Regions from separate parts of the Sus scrofa genome. Here all the other regions are linked to region 1. A link is a contact called in public HiChIP or PLAC-seq and promoter capture Hi-C data. All regions are on one chromosome and are shown on one strand. The core of a region is the stretch at or near the end of the contact, and the rest is flanking DNA. Distances in the headings are between cores, read along the strand shown. Region 1 holds the start of MAP1A (microtubule-associated protein 1A). Region 2 holds the start of ADAL (adenosine deaminase-like protein). Region 3 holds the start of ZSCAN29 (zinc finger and SCAN domain-containing protein 29).

Evidence for each region. Promoter capture Hi-C pulls out the DNA fragments that hold promoters and counts their contacts. HiChIP or PLAC-seq counts read pairs in DNA pulled down with a chosen protein or histone mark.
Region 2: an H3K27ac HiChIP or PLAC-seq map of skeletal muscle shows a contact between it and region 1. The contact joins the promoter of ADAL here to the promoter of MAP1A in region 1. A contact is called at or near these places in 1 of 47 Hi-C or Micro-C datasets (heart right ventricle) and 1 of 2 datasets of contacts at active chromatin or transcription factors (skeletal muscle).
Region 3: a promoter capture Hi-C map of fetal liver shows a contact between it and region 1, with 2.1 times the contacts expected there. The contact joins the promoter of ZSCAN29 here to the promoter of MAP1A in region 1. A contact is called at or near these places in 1 of 5 promoter capture datasets (fetal liver) and 2 of 47 Hi-C or Micro-C datasets (embryonic fibroblasts and epiblast stem cells).

The regions. Positions count from the first base shown.
Region 1 is chr1:127,935,234-127,938,750 of Sscrofa11.1, forward strand. MAP1A (microtubule-associated protein 1A) reads right to left here and starts at 1,719. Exons shown (of 7, transcript XM_005659678.3): 1 at 1,454-1,719; 2 at 421-522. The coding sequence starts at 1,691. LOC100736659 (a long non-coding RNA gene) reads left to right here and starts at 1,793. Exons shown (of 3, transcript XR_301013.3): 1 at 1,793-1,940; 2 at 2,181-2,256; 3 at 2,751-3,517.
Region 2 is chr1:128,123,964-128,127,480 of Sscrofa11.1, forward strand. ADAL (adenosine deaminase-like protein) reads right to left here and starts at 1,728. Exons shown (of 10, transcript XM_013993097.2): 1 at 1,443-1,728. LCMT2 (tRNA wybutosine-synthesizing protein 4) reads left to right here and starts at 1,711. Exons shown (of 1, transcript XM_003353380.4): 1 at 1,711-3,517. The coding sequence starts at 1,836.
Region 3 is chr1:128,082,518-128,086,034 of Sscrofa11.1, forward strand. ZSCAN29 (zinc finger and SCAN domain-containing protein 29) reads left to right here and starts at 1,548. Exons shown (of 7, transcript XM_005659684.3): 1 at 1,548-2,077; 2 at 2,573-3,009; 3 at 3,468-3,517. The coding sequence starts at 2,692. It overlaps TUBGCP4 (gamma-tubulin complex component 4), which reads right to left and starts at 1,522. Exons shown (of 18, transcript XM_021096979.1): 1 at 1,160-1,522. The coding sequence starts at 1,237.

The sequences.
Region 1 (3,517 bases), core at 469-2,968:
GAGAAAAAAATGCTAAGCAAGAAGCTGGGAAGGTGAGTCTGGGGTTCAAGGGCTTTTGTAAAGGGAAGCAAGGAGGCCAGGGTATACAGAAAAGGGAATACACACAAAAAAGAGCGAATTTTTACACAGATGATTGATACCTCATTCTCTTAGTGCATGTCAACAGCTGTTCATAAAACTACCCTCTTCTGAGGTAGAAATTATGTTCTTTAGGCTTCCCCCACCATCATACCATCTGTCTGCAGTGTGCGGGTATGTAGGGATAGCTATGGGAGCTTTACAACTTTCCCCTCAGGCGTCTCTCCCTTCCTCCCCACCCAATCCTCCCACAAGGCCAGTTCTGCCTGGAAGACTGGACCTCTGATCTTCTGTGACCAGCCCTCACCCAAAGGACAGAGACAAATTGATACTAATCCTAACCTTTGACCTCTGAGGAGAAGTGAGCTAGATGCCGGGTAATGAAGAGTCTCAATTGTTGGTTCAAGTCAATGGATGATAAGTCAATGTTCCAGGAGAGAATGCCTGTGAGAGAAAAAGAAACAAAGAGGGACCTAGATAAGGTCAGAGGGACTAGACTTCTGAGAGAACTTCCAAACTCACAGAAGGGGTAAGGAGAAGGAAGGGATAAGAGCAATTGCTATGATCAGCCTCACTGATGTCTTTGAGAAGGGTGGCTAGTACCTTTGCCTGTCTCCCATCCTGTGCCTTTCTTGGGCTTTGCTGGAGCCAGAGGGAGAAGGGCAGAGTTTAGGCTAAATTTGGTCATTAACAAGTTTGTATGTAGGAATTTTCTTGCAGAGTTGACCAGGTGAGATAGAAATGACACCCAAGAGCCCCTTCCTTCTGGATACAGCTAGGTAGGTTTCTAAATTCTCCTTCTGTGGTCCCCTCCTTGCCTACACTCCTCCGCGGCTGGCTTCCACCCGCAGGTGGCTCCGCAGCACTGCGCCACAGGCAATGAAGGACTGAGAAGCCTGTGGTCACGAAGGTCACTCTCAGTCTGGCCGCTGGCACTGGGATATTTGAGATTTGTCTGCGGCGTTCAGAAAGCACCCTGTGCCTGTTCAGAAACCTAAAGAAGAAATTAAGGTAGGGACCTGGACTCTCCAGGGGATGGTGAGGACTTTTAGGGCGTCTGGCCCATGACACTGCAGGAGAGAGGGGTGCAACTAGAAAGGGCTCCCCAGGCAGTACACAGAGCTCCCCACCCCTCCTCAGGGAGTTTGTGGAACACCACAGGGTGTGCGGGAAGGATGGGGAAGCGAGATGTTGGCAGCTGGGGTGGGGGAATACAGATGTGTGACACAGAGGATGGAGGTGACAGGCCAGGGGCTGATGATTCAGATAACAGGGCGCGCAGATCTCAAGAAAAGCACACTACGGTTGGAGGATGCAGATGGCAAAGAAGCACGGGATGAAGGATGTCCCGAGAGCATCCAGGACAGCAGCTCACCTTGTTCAAGGTGGGCCCGCACGGCCCTCAGCTGACTCTCCGAACCGATATCGCCGATCACAATGAGCAAAGAGTGTTTCCTTAGGTCCCAGCGTGCTGCCGCCGCGGCGGCTCCGGCCTTGTACAGCGGCTCCGCGGGGTTCTGAGCCAGCGGAGAGCCGGGGCTTCGGAGCCCTAGCCCGGGACTTGTCTCCATGGCAACGCCGCGAGGCCGCCCGGGCCCAGCCTCGGTCTCCATGGAAACTCCTTTGGAGTGCAAGGCCGGCGTCGGCGGCTGGGAGAGTGCGCGCGGTTCTTAAAGGCCGGCGGCAGGAGCCGCTCATTGGCTGCTGCCTGTCAGGGGGCGGAGCACTGGCGCCGCAGCGGCTGGGAAGGGGCCGCGGAGCTCTGCTCTGCGGTTTCGCTGGGCCTGGGGAGGGGCTCGGGGGTTGGTGGCTGTCCCACTCCGCCCCCACTCATTTTCCTGAGAGATCTCACTCCGACTTGGGTAGGAGTGGGTTATCTGAGGGACCGGGTGGAGGGGCGAGTCTAGTACCTCGGCACCAGAAGCTTCTAGTTAGGATGTTTCCCCGGAAAAGTACTATCTGGCAATTCCGCAGCCTCACCCGAACTGAGGGGAGCCATCTTGTCCCTCTCTGCCTCGAGTTTATGTTGCATCCTTCTGTCCTTCCATGTTGGTGTTAACACAATTTGGGTTTGTTTGTTTTTTTTTTTCCTGACCTCATAGCCTCGGGCCCTGGGTGTGCACTGGGAAGCTGTGCAGTATCAGAGGGACAGAATGACCTTCCGGCCCTGAGTCCCTGGTGAGTTGTTATTCCGAAGATAGTGTTTGGCTGGTCTCCATCTCTGCTGAGTGCAGTGAGCTCAGACTGCAGCAAGGGGTGTTTCAGTAAACCCAAGCAAGACCTTCCCAACTACAAATAATGTGACACAGTGAGTTGGGTAACCTTGGAAGGCAATGGTATTACTTCCCCAGTGAATTCTCAAAACAGAAGGGACAATGTTTGAACCAAGAGAGGGCTTGGCCCTTCCAAAATGCAAAAAGCCGGGGGATGTGAAAGAAGACTAAGGAGGCTGACACTGTTTTATGACTGACTGGAACATCCTTGTACAAGTGGTGCGGTCTGCAAGTCTACCCCTCCCCCATTCCTCAGTGTGTCCCCACTACCTACTCTGCACTCCAGTGTCTTCTTTTACTCAGGATACTGAGTCATTCTGTATGTATACGTATCAGACAGAGCCTGTCTTTAACCCTAGGGCTCCAGCAGTACTTTTTTGGGTCTCATTTGTCTTACAGTTTCCGAATGGTATAATGAAGGAAGAGGAGCACAGTACCTGATTGAGCAAGGCTGCCTGTGAGCGGTGTTCTGATCCACCTCCTCTCCGGAGGCCCTGAGGAGGATTGGATAGTGTCTGCATTTTAAGTACCTCGCAGCAATCCTAGTTCCTATCATGGGACATATATTTAGCAAAACATCCAATCCATTCTGCGATTTGGACGTGGCCCTACCAGAAACTAACATAATGCTCTATGTCAATTATCTCAATTAAAAAAATTTGACATGGCCCTGAAAATCCCTTTTATAGCAGAGAGGGGGAAATAGTACCGGCAGAACATAAGATGGTGAGGATGCCTCACCCTATATGACACATGAGACAATGCTCTGCTACACCTCCACCCCACCATTTGCACGTCTGAATCTGGCAAAGAGCATAGAGAGATATGCAGGCCTCCTCTTCCGCAATCAAAAAAGAGTGCCACGTGGAGGCAGAGACAGAATAGGTTGTAGGGAGAGGAAGGGGACAGTTTCCATAGCAACTAGCAAGATCCTCAGTATAACTGGTCAGCGGCAGTTAACTATAAGCTCTGCTTTCATCAAGTCTGACAAAGAGGTTAGACAATAGCTCTGATTGGTATGGGGAAGGACTACACACTAATGAGAATGGTAGGAGCAGAAATTCAGAGCGGTGATCGCAGACTTGCTAGAATTGGCATTTATTAATTAGACCTGCAAATATAGACTGTAATAGTACTGAAAGATAACTATAGAGTCTTGGCATCTA
Region 2 (3,517 bases), core at 478-2,977, 190 kb after region 1:
AGATCTCCAAAAAAGCAGCATTTCTAACAATCATGTACATTTTACTACTTGTCATTTAAAATTCATTTCTACAGCACTATGTATATTTTTGTCAAGTTCTACAACTCTTTTTTCCCCCCTGTGACCTTCAATCAACACTGAGACACCCCACAAAGCAGCACAATCTCATTTTAGAGATGAATATCTGAAAACCCAGCAAGGCTCAGGGGAATCCTTCTCCCACTCCCTTCAGAGGTAATTCCAAACTCCTCAAGTGTTCTAGGAGACCCAGCCACCAGCTTTACAGAGAGAACAGAAGCCATCAGGCATGAACTCTCTCTGTTTCTCTCTGCCCTCCCTCACACTTAAACTTATCTTTATCTATACCCCTTCTTCCCTCATAAATCAGAGAAAGAAGATTTATTCTCCAGTCTCCAAGACTAATTTGTGCCCAGGACCCCATTACTTCCTATCTATTCCAGTTGTTCCTCCACTAGTTAATCTTCACTTTTCTGTTCCTCAATCTTTCTTTCCAACTGGCTAATTTCCCTCAGAGGACCACCATGCAAGCATAGTACCTGTTTCCACCTTAACATAAAAAAATTAAAACAAACTTTCTTTTATCCCACATTCCTTTCATTACTGCCCTCTTCCCTTCCAAACTAACTCCTTGAGCTGCCTCCATTTCCTTCTCCCATTCAGTGAATTATGCCCTTATTGCTCCACAGAAATTGCTCTCCTTAAAGTCATTACAAGCTCTTAAAACACCAAATCTAAATGACACAGTTCCAATATCCAAATCCAAATTATGTGGACTCCAAAACGCATGTCCTTCACCACTGTGCTACACTGCTTCAAGGTAACCATACTACAGTCATCTTAATTTCCTTCTCCATCTCAGCCCCTACAGTCAGTCACCAAATCCCAATTAATAAGTTACAAATGCCCTAAGTATCTTTGCAAGCGATTTCCTACTGGTGATGACTCCCAAACACCCAAATTAGAAACCTGATGATTATTTTAAACCACCAAGACTCAGACCATATCAAAAGGGAATAATCACCTCTCTTCCATGACTCTCTCTCCTGGAGACATATTCAACACTGTCCCAGAAGATAGAACTTTGAATGTGCAAGGGAATGTCATTTTACAGCTCAGAAACAGAGGCTGAGTGGTTCCCTTAGTGTCAGCTTAGCACAGAGCCAGGAATACAAGGGAATCAATAGAACACATCTGTGGGGAAACACTTATTGGGTGAATCACCTCTGTAAAGGTTTCCTCATTTTGCACCTGGCCTCAATGACTTGTTTTCAGATTTAAATGAGATCTCTTACTAAGTACTCATAGTTAATATCTGATGAAAGACCCCTATTCCTCGCCCACCGCAGTCAGTGATTCTAGCTCTGCTTCACTTCTACCAGTCACTCCACGCAGACCCTGTCTGTCGGTCCCCAGAGACTCACCTCTTAAAGATTTTCCTCAACAGCTGAGAACTCTATTAGAACTTAGGTAAATTTTTCACTTCAGACAGGAAAGCTTGTAGAAAAGCGACACCCCACGCTTCCCAGAAACAGTCCACGTGTCCATAATAAGCTGCATCTGGCAGTCTTCCCTCGAAGATTCAGTCCGGGATAATCAAAGGAATGTCAATCACAGCGGACTGTCACCACAAACTGCACCCTCCTCAGTCCTGATCGGGGAGCTGCACCCTTCCCGGAAGTGACGCACACGTGTCCAAGGAAGAGGAGGCACAGACGGAGGGTGATTTTTCCGTACAGAAGTCCGCGAGGTAGGTAGTATAGAACGAAAGGACAGCTCACCACCGTGACGGACCGCCGCTCCTGACTCTCCAGGCCATGGGCCCGCGGAGCCGCGAGCGTCGCGCGGGAGCAGTGCAGAGTACCAATGACAGCAGCGCCCTCAGCAAGAGCTCCCTGGCCGCGCGCGGGTACGTGCACGACACCTTTGCCGCCTTGCTAGTTCCGGCGTCCGTGCGCCGCGCGCCGCTGATCCACCGCGGCTACTACGTCCGCGCACGCGCCATGCGGCACTGCGTATGCGCATTCCTGGAGGGGACGCGCGCGGCTCTCGGCGCGCCCCACATCCAGATCCTGTCTCTGGGCGCCGGCTCGGACTCGCTGTATTTTCGCCTTAAAGCTGCGGGCCGCCTCCCCGGGGCTGCAGTCTGGGAGGTGGATTTTCCGGACGTGGCGCGGCGCAAAGCGGACAGGATTCGAGATACGCCGGAACTGTGCGCGTTAACCGGGCCTTTCCGGCGCGGGGACGCCGGGTCAACGCTATGCTTCGAGAGCTCGGACTACCGCATCCTGGGGCTGGACCTGCGGCAGGTGCAGCGGTTGGACCAGGCACTGGCCGCCGCGGGCCTAGACGCGGCCGCACCGACTCTGCTCCTGGCTGAGGCCGTGCTGACCTACCTCGAGCCGAATAATGCCGCGGCCCTCATCGCCTGGGCCGCCCAGTGTTTTTCTGATGCGCTTTTTGTCGTTTACGAGCAGATGAGGCCGCATGACGCCTTCGGCCAGTTCATGCAGCAACATTTTCGGCAGCTGAATTCACCCCTGCATGGCCTGGACCGCTTTCCTGACGCGGAGGCCCAGCAGCAGCGCTTTCTCCAGGCCGGCTGGACTGCCTGCCGTGCCTTGGACATGAATGAGTTTTATCGCCATTTTCTCCCCGCAGAAGAACGCCGGCGCGTAGAAAATCTTGAACCTTTTGACGAGTTTGAGGAGTGGCATCTGAAGTGCTCCCACTATTTCATTCTGGCCGCTTCTCGGGGAGACATTGTCTCCCAAACTGTAGTGTTCCCAGCATCAGAGACGTTTCCTCGGATAGATCCTGCCTCCCCTTCCGGAGTCATCCCTGCTCGTGTAGTCACTAGTGATAGCCAGGGTCCAGACCTTAAGAGATATGGCCATGCCTCTGTCCTTTTGAGCCCAGACGTTATTCTTAGTGCAGGAGGGTTTGGAGAAGAGGAGGGGCGGCACTGCCGAGTGAGCAAGTTTCACTTGCTCTCAAGATACTGTGACTTTGAATGGAAAGGCAATCAAGTATGTAGTTGGGGAACTGGAGCTCAGTGGGATAGACGCCTTTATCACACCATGACAAGACTTTCAGATACTCAGGTTCTGGTTCTGGGAGGGAGATTGTCCCCTGTAACTCCCGCCTTGGGGATTCTCCAGCTACATTTTGGGAAACATGTGGGTGGTAAAACTGAGGGCCTAAATATCACAGTCACAAAGGTGGGCCCAGAAGATTCCACAGTGTCATGCTGGCGCCATTCAACAACAGAAGTGTCCTATAAGAATCAGAAATATTTGTTTGTGTTTGGGGGCCGTGGTGTGGCAGACCCTGTACTAAGTGACTGGCATTTCCTACATGTGGGGACAATGGCTTGGGTCAGGATCCCAGTGGAGGGAGAAGCCCCTGAAGGTCGGCATTCCCACAGTGCCTGCAGCTGGCAAGGGGGAGCTCTCATTGCTGGAGGTCTGGGTGCTTCTGAGGAACCGCTGAGCTCTAT
Region 3 (3,517 bases), core at 298-2,797, 150 kb after region 1:
TATATGCCTTGTCCTAGTTTTGTAGTAAAAAATAAATAACAACAAAAGGAATCTGATTAATTTATGTTTTATAGACCAAGAGAGTAATATTCCTGCTTCTTTACAGCCTATACTACCAATTCTTATAGACACAGGCATGACTTTGTATACAGATAGATTCAAATCCTGCCTTATCAAGACTAGCCACCATAGGAAGTTACCTTACAGTCCAGCAGGTTAAGGATCCGACCTTACGGCAACTGTAAAGCAGGTGGCAACTGTGGCATGGGCTTCATCTCTAGCCCAGGAACTTCCACACGCAGCAGATGAGGTGTGTGCAGCAAAACAAACAAAAAACCCAAAAACTACAAGCCACCATAAAGTTCTCTGAGCTTCAAGTTGCTCATTTGTAAACTGGGGCTAACAATACCTAACTTGCTATGTTGTTGAGATGATTAGATAATACTACTGGAAGCATAAGTAGAAAAGAAGAGTGGTTCAGATACTGGAGCCAGACAGATCTGGGTTCAAGACCAAGTTTGCTAATTATTAACTGCCTAATACCTGACACCAGAGTTAATCTGTGAAACGGAGATAGGTGGTTGTGAAGTTAAATGAGATAATACATGTAGTACATGGCCCCTCCTTCTCATACATTCCTGGTTACATGAAGGCCTCCCTCCAAATTCTTCTGGAGAAGAAATTTCCTGGTCAAGGAGTAGAGGGAAACACCCTCATTCACTTTTTCATTCAAAATAATTGACTGAAGTCGTATTCTGTGTTAGATACTACGTATTTGGACAAATTTTCAAAACAGCTTAAAACAGAGTGCAAGTGTGAAGATGGGAGAAAGCATCTCCCTCATTTTTACATCCAGTTCCCCAGCAACTCTCATTCAGATAGTTCATCCTTAGGCTCAGCCCTGGATTCCCTCCTCTTCCCCAAGGCAGGGCCTTTCAGGAGTCTGCCCTCCTTTTCCCAGCGTAGCCCAAACCTCTCAAGGTGTTTACACCGTGGTAGGCCCCTCCGGCACAGCCCTCCAGCTACCTGCTCAAGGACACGCCCCCCCGCCCCCGCCTCAGCTCTGCAAGCCACGCCCCCTAAGGCTCCTCCCCCACGCAGTGGCTCAGGTCCACCCATTCCCTGCTCGCTAGTTCCCGCGCTCTGAGCCGGATTGTACCTGGAGGCCACCCCGCTTGTTCCACGTGAAAATGGACCCTGGGTATCCGCTCAGCGCCAAGAGCAGTTCGTGGATCATTTCCACGGCGGACCTCCGGTCCCTATATCCGTTGCACCTTTCTCCAGAGCCTCACCAGGCGACCAAGGAAACGCGTATTCCTTTCTCTACTCGCGCACAGGCCTCCTGGACGGGCGGTTCCTCCAGACTTTATCCGCTGAGAGAACTGCTGCGGAGAGCGTACGGGAAGCAGGGAAGGGATAGGCGAGCCGCGTCCCGGAAGTGCACTGTGCTCGGTTGGGCCCACTCGCTCGCTCCCGCCGGGGCTCCGCGAGAGGTGTCTAAGCAGCTGCCCTTGCGCATGCGTCTGTGGCGCCCTAGTCGCCTGCTCTCACTTCCGGTTTGGGAACTGGACTGGGAGGCTTGAGAGTCCCGGCTGGAGCCAGACCTCGAGTGGGTGAGGCTGGCCCACGGGCAGAGATGCGAGCGGATTGAGGGGTATCCCGAGTGGGAGAAGCTCCTAGGGGTGGGCCAGAGGGTGCTCTCAGGGCGCCTTAGCCCCGGTCCGAAGCCTCTGGAGGGACTCCTTACCGCTCCGAGAGTGACCTGGCCAGAAAGCGAAGACAAAGAGGCCGGAACCCCGCACCCGCCGCTCCTTGAGCTGTGCTCCGCACTCGCGAATACCGCAGCCCTCGGAGCGCTTGGCCAGCACTCGAGCTCGTCTTCAGGAGACACATGACTACTGCCCCCTCGGACTCCCTCTTTCCACCAACTCAGTGTGACTCTCCCCAAGTCCACCTGGCCCTCGCTTCAGAAGTCAAAACCAACTTCTCTCAATGCTCGAGATTTCCCGTCAGTAGTTCCCGGATATTTACTGAGCGATTACTTCTGCTGTGAGGGAAAACAAAGACCCAGTGTTGTGTACTTGATTTTTGTTTGGGGTAGAAATTGGTGGTGGTGGAGTCTGAGGGGGCGGGGCGGACGTAGAGGGTTTGGGGAAGGACGGCGGAAGTATTGGGGCAGATCAGAGGCGACCCGCTGGACAGAGGGTTTTCTATTGCCTTCCTCGGGGTGGTGACATGCCTTTAAAACCTCTCAGCTCTAGGTCTCCCTTACGGTTTGAACTCACTATGCAGCACTGGCCAGGGGAGCTCAATGGGTCAGACTTGGGGAGGGGTGGAAGAGGAGCAGTCAGTAGTTTATTCTCTGCTGCTTCCCCGGGGCTGCCCTGGAAGTCGCCCAGAAATGCAGCTTTTGAATGGTCTCTCACCTTCATGCTCAGTTTTGGCTTGCTGCCCTGAAGTTGGTGCTACCTCACATGGCCACGCAGAACTTAGGGGAAGTCAGGCCAGCTCTGGCAAGACTTTAGACATATGAGTGTATTCCTTCTGATAGTGCCATCTCTCTCTACCCTAGGAGGAAATTCTTCTTACAGAGAGAGACTCATCTGCAGGTGATTCTTCAAGGACATGGAAGATAGGTGTAAACCCTGGAACCTAGACCCTTAAATGGAGGAAAGCCGCTTTCTGCTGTGAATGATGGCCAAACCCACCCTGAGAGGGACTGGCACTAACTCTGAGACCTTCCGACAGCGCTTCAGGAGATTTCATTACCAGGAGGTAGCTGGGCCCCGGGAGGCTTTCAGCCAACTGTGGCAACTTTGCTGTCGGTGGCTAAGACCGGAGGTGCGCACCAAGGAGCAGATTGTAGAGTTGTTGGTGCTAGAGCAGTTCCTGACCATCTTACCTGGGGAGATCCAGAATTGGGTACAAAAGCAATGTCCAGAAAGTGGAGAGGAGGCAGTGGCTCTGGTGGAAGATTTAGAAAGAGAGCCTGGAAGACCTGGACATTCGGTGAGCAGGGAGAGGGAATTTAGAAATGTGTGACTGGGAAGGGGCAGGATGAAAAGCCACACTAAGGCACAGTCTCCCTTGCTGATGCTTATACTTATGGTCCTTTAACAGGTAATTTTTTCAGATAGAACTTATTGGGAGATGCTACCAATAAGCATGTGCTTGTGCTACATGTCACAATGAGTTATTCATAGTTTCATGGGTTTTTTTACTTAACAGGGAAGAAAGGGTAATTCTTTTTCAGCCTGTAGTTTGGCTTACTGCTTTGATCTAGCGTTCCTGCTGCTCTTAGCTAACAGTAATGGACTAAGAAAGACATTTGTTCACTATTAATCACCTCCCACCCCAACCTTAGCCTTGTCTCCAAAGGATGATCTCTTTTGGGGTATCAGATAATCTCCTCTGGGAATACCCCTCATTATGACCTTGCAGTGACAATTCATGGGGATTGTTTCTAGGTCACAGTCTCTATGAAGGGGCAGGAAGTGCGCTTGGAGAAGATGACACC